2 separate regions of the Mus musculus genome follow, and region 1 is linked to region 2. Evidence: chromatin contacts called from public promoter capture Hi-C data. All regions are on one chromosome and are shown on one strand. The core of a region is the stretch at or near the end of the contact, and the rest is flanking DNA. Distances in the headings are between cores, read along the strand shown.

Evidence for each region. Capture Hi-C pulls out chosen DNA fragments and counts their contacts.
Region 1: a promoter capture Hi-C map of liver shows a contact between it and region 2, with 2.3 times the contacts expected there. The contact joins two enhancer-like sites. A contact is called at or near these places in 2 of 9 other capture datasets (embryonic stem cells and liver).

What each region holds. Positions count from the first base shown.
Region 1 is chr2:27,636,657-27,641,437 of GRCm38.p6, reverse strand. No RefSeq gene overlaps it. Among named protein-coding and RNA genes, the nearest start is that of Rxra, 38 kb to the left of the region's middle. Within about 2 kb of position 1,672, at least 12 of the 459 cell types and tissues checked have an H3K27ac peak or open chromatin away from gene starts, as enhancers often do. A contact at or near this core is called in liver, where this site is marked.
Region 2 is chr2:27,267,469-27,272,560 of GRCm38.p6, reverse strand. Vav2 (vav 2 oncogene) reads left to right here. Exons shown (of 28, transcript NM_009500.2): 23 at 670-786; 24 at 2,346-2,433; 25 at 3,539-3,662; 26 at 4,324-4,410. Among named protein-coding and RNA genes, the nearest start is that of Sardh, 23 kb to the right of the region's middle. Within about 2 kb of position 3,255, at least 9 of the 459 cell types and tissues checked have an H3K27ac peak or open chromatin away from gene starts, as enhancers often do. A contact at or near this core is called in liver, where this site is marked.

The DNA of each region.
Region 1 (4,781 bases), core at 423-2,922, 370 kb before region 2:
GCTCTGAGGACTCAGTCCCCCTGTGGAGAGGCAGGCCCCTTTGTACCTCCACCTGGCAGAGCGGGAGGGAACAGCTTGGGTCTTGCTCTGGGCAGGGGCAGGAGAGGTCTCTGCTTTATAAATCCCCTGGGGTAAGCTCCCCCATCCCTCTGCCTAAGCACAGCCTATCTCTGGCAGCCAGGGCCTTGATCCCAGGTGTGAGACTGTCACCAAGATAAAAGAGACATAATTAAATTCCAATCAGCTGAGTGATTTGTTATCATAATGTAATATTTCCCTCCAGCCCCTGACTCCCACAGATCAGTCTCCATCAGGCCTTCCAGGTGGGGGGTCCCTGCCTGTTACCCTGGGCCCAGCTGCTGGAGGAGCCCCTGGAGGGGGTGTCCACCCAGCCACACACATCCCTCCTCCAGTACCAGGCCCTGAAGGTGATAATGAAGTCATTTTTCTGAGGAATAGTCACCTGGCAGACAGCCTTATCTGGCTAATCGAGCTGGGAAGGCAGGCAGAAGGGAGGCTCAGAGAGGAGAGAAAGAAGGCCTGTCTTCCCGGGGGCATAGCGGGCAAGATAGGTGGGGTCAGATGGTGTGATCTGCCGCCAGCTTGCCCTGTGGCCACACGGGTTGACTTAGGCAGGATCTTCAGCAGGGGCCCTGGCCGACATAGCTGTGGGCAGCGATACTGCCTCAAGAAAAGAGCAAATAGAAACGGTGGTGAAATGCTGTCTTTGGGACTGTGATAACTTGCAGAACCACCATAGAAAGTCTTACAGGGGCGTGTGGCTCCTGACAGCATTCACTCATGGATCCTCTGAAGGACCTTTGAGGAGTGCTTGTCTGTTGGATTCATTTTCTTTTCCTTTTCCTTTTTATTTTTCTCTTTCTCTTTCTTTCTTTCTTTCTTTCTTTTTTTTTTTTTTTTTGGTTTTTTGTTTTGTTTTGTTTTTTCGAGACAGGGTTTCTCTGTATAGCCCTGGCTGTCCTGGAACTCACTTTGTAGACCAGGCGGGCCTCAAACTCAGAAATCTGCCTGTCTCTGCCTCCCAAGTGCTACGATTAAAGGCGTGTGCCACCACCACCCGGCCTCATTTTCTTTATATCTGTGTCTCACATACACAGAATTCTGGTGCCACTGGACACCCCAGGGTACAAACACAAGGGATTCTGTAGTTTCTTAACATGGAGACCCCTGCAGAGAGCTGGAGGCTGAGTTCCTTGTTGTTCACACACTCACTGGTCTAGCGCTTTGGTTTCCTCATGTCTGCCTGTTGGGGTCAGAGGTCATAGTACACTCTCTGCAACCCTAGGCCACTGGATCACCTCCCTGGGTCCTCAGTTTCTTCATCTATGAAATGACTGTCATCATCATAGGTTGTCTGAGGACAGAGGCCCTGGTGTGTCTGGTATAGAGCTGGCTTGTCGCAGCGCTCATTGATGGTGAACAGCATCAGTGAGAAGGAATGATCTGGAAGAGGCAGGGGTGGGAAGGGGCAGTTTGTTTATACCTTTCTGCCTCTGTGGCTTCCACATTTGCTAAAACGAGCCTGTTGACTTTCAGGGGTGGGAAGCACAGGCTGCGTGTGGCCAGCTTGGCAGACAGGAGGGGTGAGTGGGCAGCTACCAGGCAGTTGGCCCAGGCTCCCTTGTAGGCAAGTCTACTCAGGGCCTTGCACTCAACACATGGAGGGAGGAACTGATGGCAGAGGCCAGCAAACCCTGGGGCCCATCCCAGATTGGCATGTGCAGGGTGGCCAGTTTCACCTCAAGCTCCCCCTCTCAGAGTCAAACTGTTTCTACATGGAGGGGCACACTGATGAAGAATCCCCCAAATTCCAGGAAGGAAGGAGGTCCCAAGAAGTGTGGGAAGTTTCTGAACTTCCAGGGTCAAGATGAGGCTCAGACACATTGTATCAGCCAGAGGGGTCTCTCATAGTTAGGCGGCTTCTGTCTGGGCCAGGTCAGATCCCAGCACAGACCTCCAGCTGGTGCTGGTGCTGGGCTCTAGGGGCCAGGTCACTTCTGAAGAAAAAGAGAGAAAGATCCGTATTTGGAGTCATGATAGGACACAGAAGGACCTTTCCTTCGTCACCACCACCCCCTTTTTGAGACAGGGTCCCATGTGCCCCTAGGCTGGCCTGAAATTCACTATACAGCCAAGGACAACCTTGAATGAGTGCATCCTACTCCCTCCACCCCCAGAGGCTGGATGGCAAGCACACACTGCCATAGCTGGTTTGTTTGATTCTGGAAATGAACCCAGAGCTTCCTGCGTGTTTCTCACTGAGTTACATTCCCAGCCACAAATGTGACATTATTTAACACACACACAGCCCCAACCACATGCACTGGGGTGTATGTGTGTGTGTGGAATCTCAGTCTGGTAGGGCTTCCCCAAGAGTTCCTGAGGCCCAACCACTGGACAGGCAGCTGCCCAGAGGACTGGGCTATGACATACCCATTCTGGAACATATCTGAGAACCACTGAAGCTGTGAAATCAGATAGGGACACTCAATACAGATAGTGGGGCTTCTGGACCGTCTGTGGCCAGATCACCTCTCCAGGAGCTGCGTGCCTATGAAGGGCAGAAAACAACCCCCAGCAAGCCATACATACCAGAGCACCCAGAGCTGTGCCCCTAGACCCCATGCTGGTAAAAAGTCAATTCCAGCCCTGTGTAGAACACTGGAAGAAACCAGGCATGTTTGAGTCCCTCTACTGGTACATATAACCCCAGTGTGAGACCCAGATGTGGATGGGCCTCTGTACAAGCCTAGAGAAACTTGGGTCTCCAATAATAACAGCTAGGTTAGTGCTGTAGTGCAGCCCACATGGGCTACCTGCAATCTATTTCTCTTGGCTTACTGGGAGAGTTGGGAACCAGTTTCAGTGGGAGCATAACCCTGGTTGATTAGTCATGTCTGTCACAGGTACAGGAAAGGGCTTGACAGCCAGAGAACTATCTTCTGACTATCTCCCAACATTGTTCTCCCTACCTGCTGGTGTGGGCCCAAAGCATCTCTCCTTTCCCATTAGAAACACCTATGTCTCTCTCTGAAGCCTCTGTGACACAGGCTGTCACCCCTAAGCCAGCCATACATCTGTTGGCCTGCTTCTGTGTCTGGCTATCCATCTGTCCCTTCATCTGATGGCTTGGTCATTCAACAAGCCCAAGGAATGGTCTATTGGGTAAAGGTGTTAGAAGGTGACCAGTGACTTCCAGGCATATCCGCACTTGAGGATCTTCAGATCCTTGCTGTTGAGTATCCTTGGCTGTAAACATGATTCTAGAGCTGGTGGGATAGACTGAACCCACAGAATGTCCCAGATAACCAGATAGCTGGCTCTATGAGGACCCTGAGCTCTAGGTAGGAGCTTCAGTGGGAAGGGGTCTTCTTCCTTCCAGGGAGGGGCAGCAAGGAGACAGAGTATACACAGGAGGTACCTAGGAACGATATATGTGCAGAATGGCCCAGGAGATGATCTTGGTATAGAACCCTGACCTCCAATCAGCCTGGCCTAAGTCAAGTTCACCTCCCTTCTGCCACCCCAGGGCCACTGCTAAATATCTCTAGGCTTCATCGTCCTCATCTGAGAAATGGGGGGTCATCCTCACCTTGTGGAAGCAAGGAGGCACAGAGTGGGACACAGGCAGTAGGTAAGAAGGTTAGAGTCCCGGGCTGGAACAGTCTCATCATGGCAAAGACTAAAGCTGGTACATGGGCTGCTGCCAGCATTTCCCAAGAGTTGTCCTGCTAGCTCCTGCCTACAGATGAACGAGTCAGGAAAGGGCCCAAAGCCTCACAAGAGGGAAGGAACATTTTGGGGAGAGGGAAGAGGCAGCTCGCGCCAAGATGGTTATAACATCCTAGTTCACGCTGTGCAGAACTGGAAAGCACCCAGCCTCCCAACAATAATGTGTGGGGTGTGGGGAGCCAGTGGTCACAGAGACAGCTGCATGGACCCTGTGGGCACAGTGTTTGGCAGAATCTGCATCAGGGTGGGTGTTGGTAGGATGGATGGAGGGGGTGTACGCACACTAGAGAGGCCTCTGGTGACTTGGATCCACTCTGCTGCCCCTAAGACTTGCCGCCCTACTTACAGTCTAGGCAAGAAACTCCAGTATCTGGGGGTTGAGGACCAACTTCAGCCTGTCATTAATAAAAGTGTCATCCCCCTGCCTTCCCCTTGCTGTACCTCAGTCTTCTCCACTCCAAATTCAGTGGCCATAATTTCTCTTAGCCTGAGAATAGGAGCATGGCACCTGAGCATTCAGAAAGGATCAGCCACTGTTTCTCTGGATAGAACTTTCCAGAAGAAAGAGCTGCTGTGGACCCGGATAACTTCAGCACTGCACTCCCTCACCACATTCCTCCAGTGACATTCACTTGAGACTGAGCTCTGCAGGCACATTCCTCAGATAGGAACTGAGTCAGAACAGTGGATGAGAGGGAGGGGGGTCCACACTTCCCCAGCCCCAGAATGGTCAGAGCCCAGCATCACAGGACCTTGCTAGCTGTGTAGAGACTCCCCCAGCAGAGGCACAAGTCAGTGAGCAAAGACAGGAGCTAAAAGTGTAGACAGGGCTGGGACCTCAGGAGCCATGTGGCCAGGATGAAGAATAGCAGGGGTCTCTGTCCCAGCCTTGCCACTGGGGCCACTAGGGCAGCCTTGACCCTGGAGGAGCAGGCATGTGGGGGGAGGACAAGAGCTTTGGGCAGCCAATGGAGAGCCTCCAGAGTTGAAGGGTTCCATAGCTCCTAGGGAACCTAGGCAAGAGCTAT
Region 2 (5,092 bases), core at 2,006-4,505:
AGTGACCACCCCCACCCCAGCCAGCAGGAGATTTAATATATTAGCCCTAGATCTACCCTAACTGTGCGCACTGAAGACTAAGCTCATGGTGTCATGCCAGGAATGTGGGGGTTGCTTTGCTGAGGGGACCAGCCCCCACCTCATTGCCCATTTATTTACTTATTTGCTTATGTACGTACATATGTGTGTATGTGGTGGGAAAGGCCCTTTTTGCTCAGTTCTCATTCAACACAGGTGCTGGCCTCCTCCAGAGTGTCTCTCCCAAAATGCCCCCTTGTTACGTCTTCTCGAGTAGTGCAGAGAATCTAGAAGATGGGGTCTGGTAGAAGTTTGTGATTTGTGATCTGAATAGTCTCTCCACCTGGCTATGGCGCGCTCTTATCTCTCCCCTGTGACGTCTTTACCAGATACCTTTGTATGCTTGACTTGAGGTTCTGGTCCCCACATTGTGCCCTGTGTATCAGGACATGGCCACATACCCCCCACCCCCCACCATCAGTCATGTGTCTGCTCACCTCAGAGGGTCAGACAAGGAGCAGAGCCCGAGGCAGGTGTCTCACACACACACACACACACACACACACCCCAGGACCACTCCACCTGCACACACACACACCCCAGGCACTGCTCCGGCAGCATCACGTCTCAGCTCTGGTTTTCTGACCCCAGGTTTGCTGGCAACATGGAACGGCAGCAGACGGACAATCTGCTCAAGTCTCATGCCAGTGGGACCTACCTCATCAGAGAGCGTCCAGCAGAGGCAGAACGCTTCGCCATCAGCATCAAGTGAGCCGCAGCTCTGGGCCCATAAGTGTCCCTCTTTAGCCTGCTACTGAGGAGGTGGAGTGGGTCTTCTCTCTGATGCCCAGGCTAGAAAATCCCAGACAAGATGGAAGCAGAGGACACGGGCTACCATCAGATCTCCTCACGTGTTCAGGGCTCCATGGCCACGTCACCCAGCTAAGGGCTGGGTTAGCATTTTCAGAGAAAGGTGGGCTGGCAGGACACTGAGAAGTGCCATCAGAGGTCTACTGGCAGCCAATCCAGTGAGTCTTATGCAGGATGTACGCATCACGCTGCTTTGTGGCATCTAGGGACCCTTGGAGACTTTCATCAGTGCCCATGGTAGCCTTGTAGCTTGGGCTACAGGTCCTTGATCTGGGCATCTTTCCTCAGATAAAAAACAAACAAGACCCTGAAGTTTGTTTTCCTCAGCCCAGGATAGCCATGGGCACAAGTCTTAGACCTGTTACTAGGTGTATGATTTGCTGTGATTCAGTGGGGTTATGCAAGTCCTGAGCAGGGCTCCTGGGTGAAGCAAGCTCCGTGATCTAGCTAGCCTCTTGGTAGCCATAGTAAGACAGCCTCTCGCTACAGTGACAGAGGCTGGGAACAGATGCCAGTGGATGCAGGAATCCTCATGGCCTTTTGGGCGGGTGGGCACTAGGGGCTAGAGCCGAGCAAGAGGCCCCCAGGTCTCCTCGCTTCAGGAAGGTCACACTGCCAGGAGCCATCACTTTCCCAAAAGGTCCTATGATGTTCAGGGCCTAAAGAAATTCATAGCCTGTGTCCAGCCCCACACAATGACATGGCAGCCAGCACTCCCACATCCTAGGAGTGTCCACAGTGCCTTGTGTCTGCCTAGTCTTTGGGACACCACAGTGGGGATCCTATTGGTCTGGCTCACAGCACATGTTAAAGCCACGTGAACACAGGTAGGTCCCTACCGTGGTCCTGTGGAGCAATGCTTGGTCACTCATTCATTCAGTGTCTCCTTAGCCAGTCTTAGGGTATTGAACCAACCTTGCATTCCTAGGATGTCTCCATCCCTCAGCACTGTTCAGTCCATGTTACATGTTTGGGTCATGTGTAGACATATTTAGGGAGATAGGTTCTCTTGCTTCACTGACTGAGTTCCTACACCCATGGACATCAGGACACTGGCTTGAGATTGCTGTCTGTGTGACATCTTGAACCTTGGTGTTGCCTCACATGGGCTGGGCTGTCATTTGCTGGGAGCCTCCCAAGGCTCTCTAGGTTAGATACACTTGAACTAAAGATGATGAGGGCAGGGCCGCTGCCCCTGGGACCTGATGAACTTGTGCTCCGTGCTTTGGAGCCTCCTATAGGGGGTTAGGGACTGAGGTCAGAGTTGGTAGTGGGGACTCTAGGGTATGGACTTAAAGTAGGCAGGGAGAGATATGGAAGATCTGCTCAAATGGAGTGGGCCAAGGGCTGGAGAGGCAGCTGCACAGTCAGTGTAGAGGTGTAGGTCAGGATCTTTGCTGAAGCAGATCTGGAATAAGCCTGGGGCTGTCTGTCTGTCTGTCTGTCTGTCTATCCAGGTTCAATGATGAGGTGAAACATATCAAGGTGGTGGAGAAAGATAGCTGGATCCACATCACGGAAGCTAAGAAGTTTGAGAGCCTCCTGGTACGTGTACCTGTAACTGTCACTGCTCCAGACCCTGGCCAGAGGCCCAAGGGCTCTCCACTGTCCACTCTGCCCCCGATGATCCGTTCTCTCTGCCTAGGGAGGGGTGATTCTTCCCAGAGAAATCTAGAGACACTTGACAGGATTCCTGGGAACAGTTGGAGTCATGTTATACCGGAGTTGGGTCACTCCAAAACTTTCCCTAGCTCAAATGTCACCTTGGACATGAGATTACCAGTTGCCTCAGGCTGATCCTCTCCTCCCGTCCTTGTGGTCAGCCCCACCAGAATGCAGTTAAAGGCATTCTATTCCTTAAAGTGACACTAAAATAGTTGATTTTGACCTCCACCACTCCCTTTTGGTACTAGCACAGAGCCCAGGGCCTTGCACATACTAGACAATTGCCCTACCTCCGAGCCCAACCTCAACCCCAACCCTTTTTCTTTGTTTTTGGAGACAGACATGATGTAGCTCTGGCAGGTCTGGAACTCACTGTGGAGTTCTCTCTGCCTTCCTACTTGGCTGGAATTAAAGGCGTGTACCACCATACCTGGCCCCGTATTTTTTTTTTCTTCTTAAGTCACAAACATGGCTCCCCTGGCAGGACATTGGAGATTTCCTTTACCCCCTGTGACCTACAGGAAAACACAGGCAAACAGAAAGTGCCTGAAATCCTCTTCACAGCCCAGAGCTAACAAACACACACCATCTGGTGAGACTGTAGGTGCCTCTTGGGGCAGCCAGGCCGTGGTTCACAGAGCTCCTACAAAGCCACAGCACACCTCTTTGTGTGGCCGTCATTCGTAGCTGTCCAGTCCTCTGAGTGGCTCTAGCCTCGTGGCATTCTGCCCTGCAGGTGTGCCTCCCTCCAGCATGGATGGCACAGTCGTCAGCAGTTTGTTTTCTTTGGCATTCTTTCCAGAGCATTCTTTCAGCAATATTTGGGAGCCCTGCGCCTGAGGGAGAGGTTTTTGAGGCACTGGCCATCCTAGCTGGGCTTGGCTGGAGTGAGATTGAGGGGGTCTCAGAAGAGCCCATCCCTTGAACCCAGGAGGTGGGAGGGCTCCTGAGTCTCCAGCGGTTGGTGAGTGTGCAACCCCTGCAGGAGCTGGTGGAGTACTACCAGTGTCACTCACTCAAGGAAAGCTTCAAGCAGTTGGACACTACACTCAAGTTCCCCTACAAGTCTCGGGAGCGAACCACCAGCAGGGCCTCAAGCCGGTCTCCAGGTAATGCCTGTGTCCAGGGTTATCTACTCAGGCCACGTGAAGGGCCAAGATCTCCCTGTCCCCCTGGGTTGTTGCCCGATCCCTGAATGTGGGCCAGGCCCTCCACATCTATCAGTGGCCCTGACTCACACCCCTTCTCATTTCACGTAGCAGACGGGGTCTACACTTCTACCCTGACTCTTGGCACCTGTGCTAGGAGTTGACAGTAAGGAGAAGCAGTAAGGCAGGATCTGAGAACAGAGCCCTCCGTGGGTGCCCTGGGGCCTTGGCTATTCAAGGCAGCTCTCTGCCTACAGTGGGGATTTCAAAGCTGATGACAAGTGTGCAGCCTGGACCTCGGGGCAGAGAGAGGCCCAGAGCTTTTGGCTTCTAGCCCAGGGCTCTTTCCCCTGAGCTTCCCATATCTCCAGTCTGCAGGGACCTGCAGAACTATGGGATCTTCCTTTCCCCACCCCAGACAGAGCAGACCAGCAGAGGCTTGCCAACCTCCATGACAGTTGGCCTCAGTGTCCTTTCAAGACATAGGTGTAGAGCAAGCAGTGGCCTAGCTGTGCCTGTGGTAGGCCCCTGCCCTCCCCAGCATCCTCCTGAGGTAGAGCCTGGCATCGCCTGTGGCTCCTTGGCTCTACCCTGTCTTATGCTCTCTCTTGCCTCTTTGCAGCTTCCTGCGCTTCCTACAACTTTTCTTTTCTCAGTCCTCAGGGCCTCAGCTTTGCCCCCCAGGCCCCTTCTGCTCCCTTCTGGTCAGGTACCTCTACTGCTCAGGGCCCAGCCTGATGGGTCCCCCTGACTGTGCAGCCTGGTGCTGGGGGGGAGGGGGACGGCTGGGGATCTGGCCAAGGCTGCTGCACATGAGGACGCATTTGGTAGGGCTCATCCCTGGTCACACTGGTGGACACGTCCCTGCCTCATCAGCTTGTCATCCTTCCCGGCCACTGAGAGCTTTGCCTCTGGTTTGGGAGATGGGGTTGGGGGCAGAGCTGGTGACTACTCTGCAGCCAGGAGAGCTGCCATGGGAACAGGAATGGGTGTGGAGGAGAGGGTTTTAGTCATCCCTGGTCTGACGTGCTTTCTGCTGCCAGAGCCAAAGCCCTTCTGTGTGAGGCCATGTGTCCCCTCACTGCCATTGTCACCTGTCCCCAGGACTCCTGGGTTCTGGGCTGAACAAGTCCACTGGGTTGCAATCTAGTTTGGGGACCTGGGGTGGGGATGGTCAAGGCATGGGTGCCTGCTCTGTTCACCAATGGCATGCTTATTGCTTGTGATAGTGGCCCAGCATTGGTGGTGATAGCTCAAACCCCCATTAAGTGCATGCATAGATGTGTCATATGCCCAAATGCAGGTGTGACAGGCCCTCAGCTGGAGGCTAGTGTTCCTCCAGAGACCTTCCTAGCTGTGGGCACAAAGCCGTAGTCTAGGTACCAGGGAAG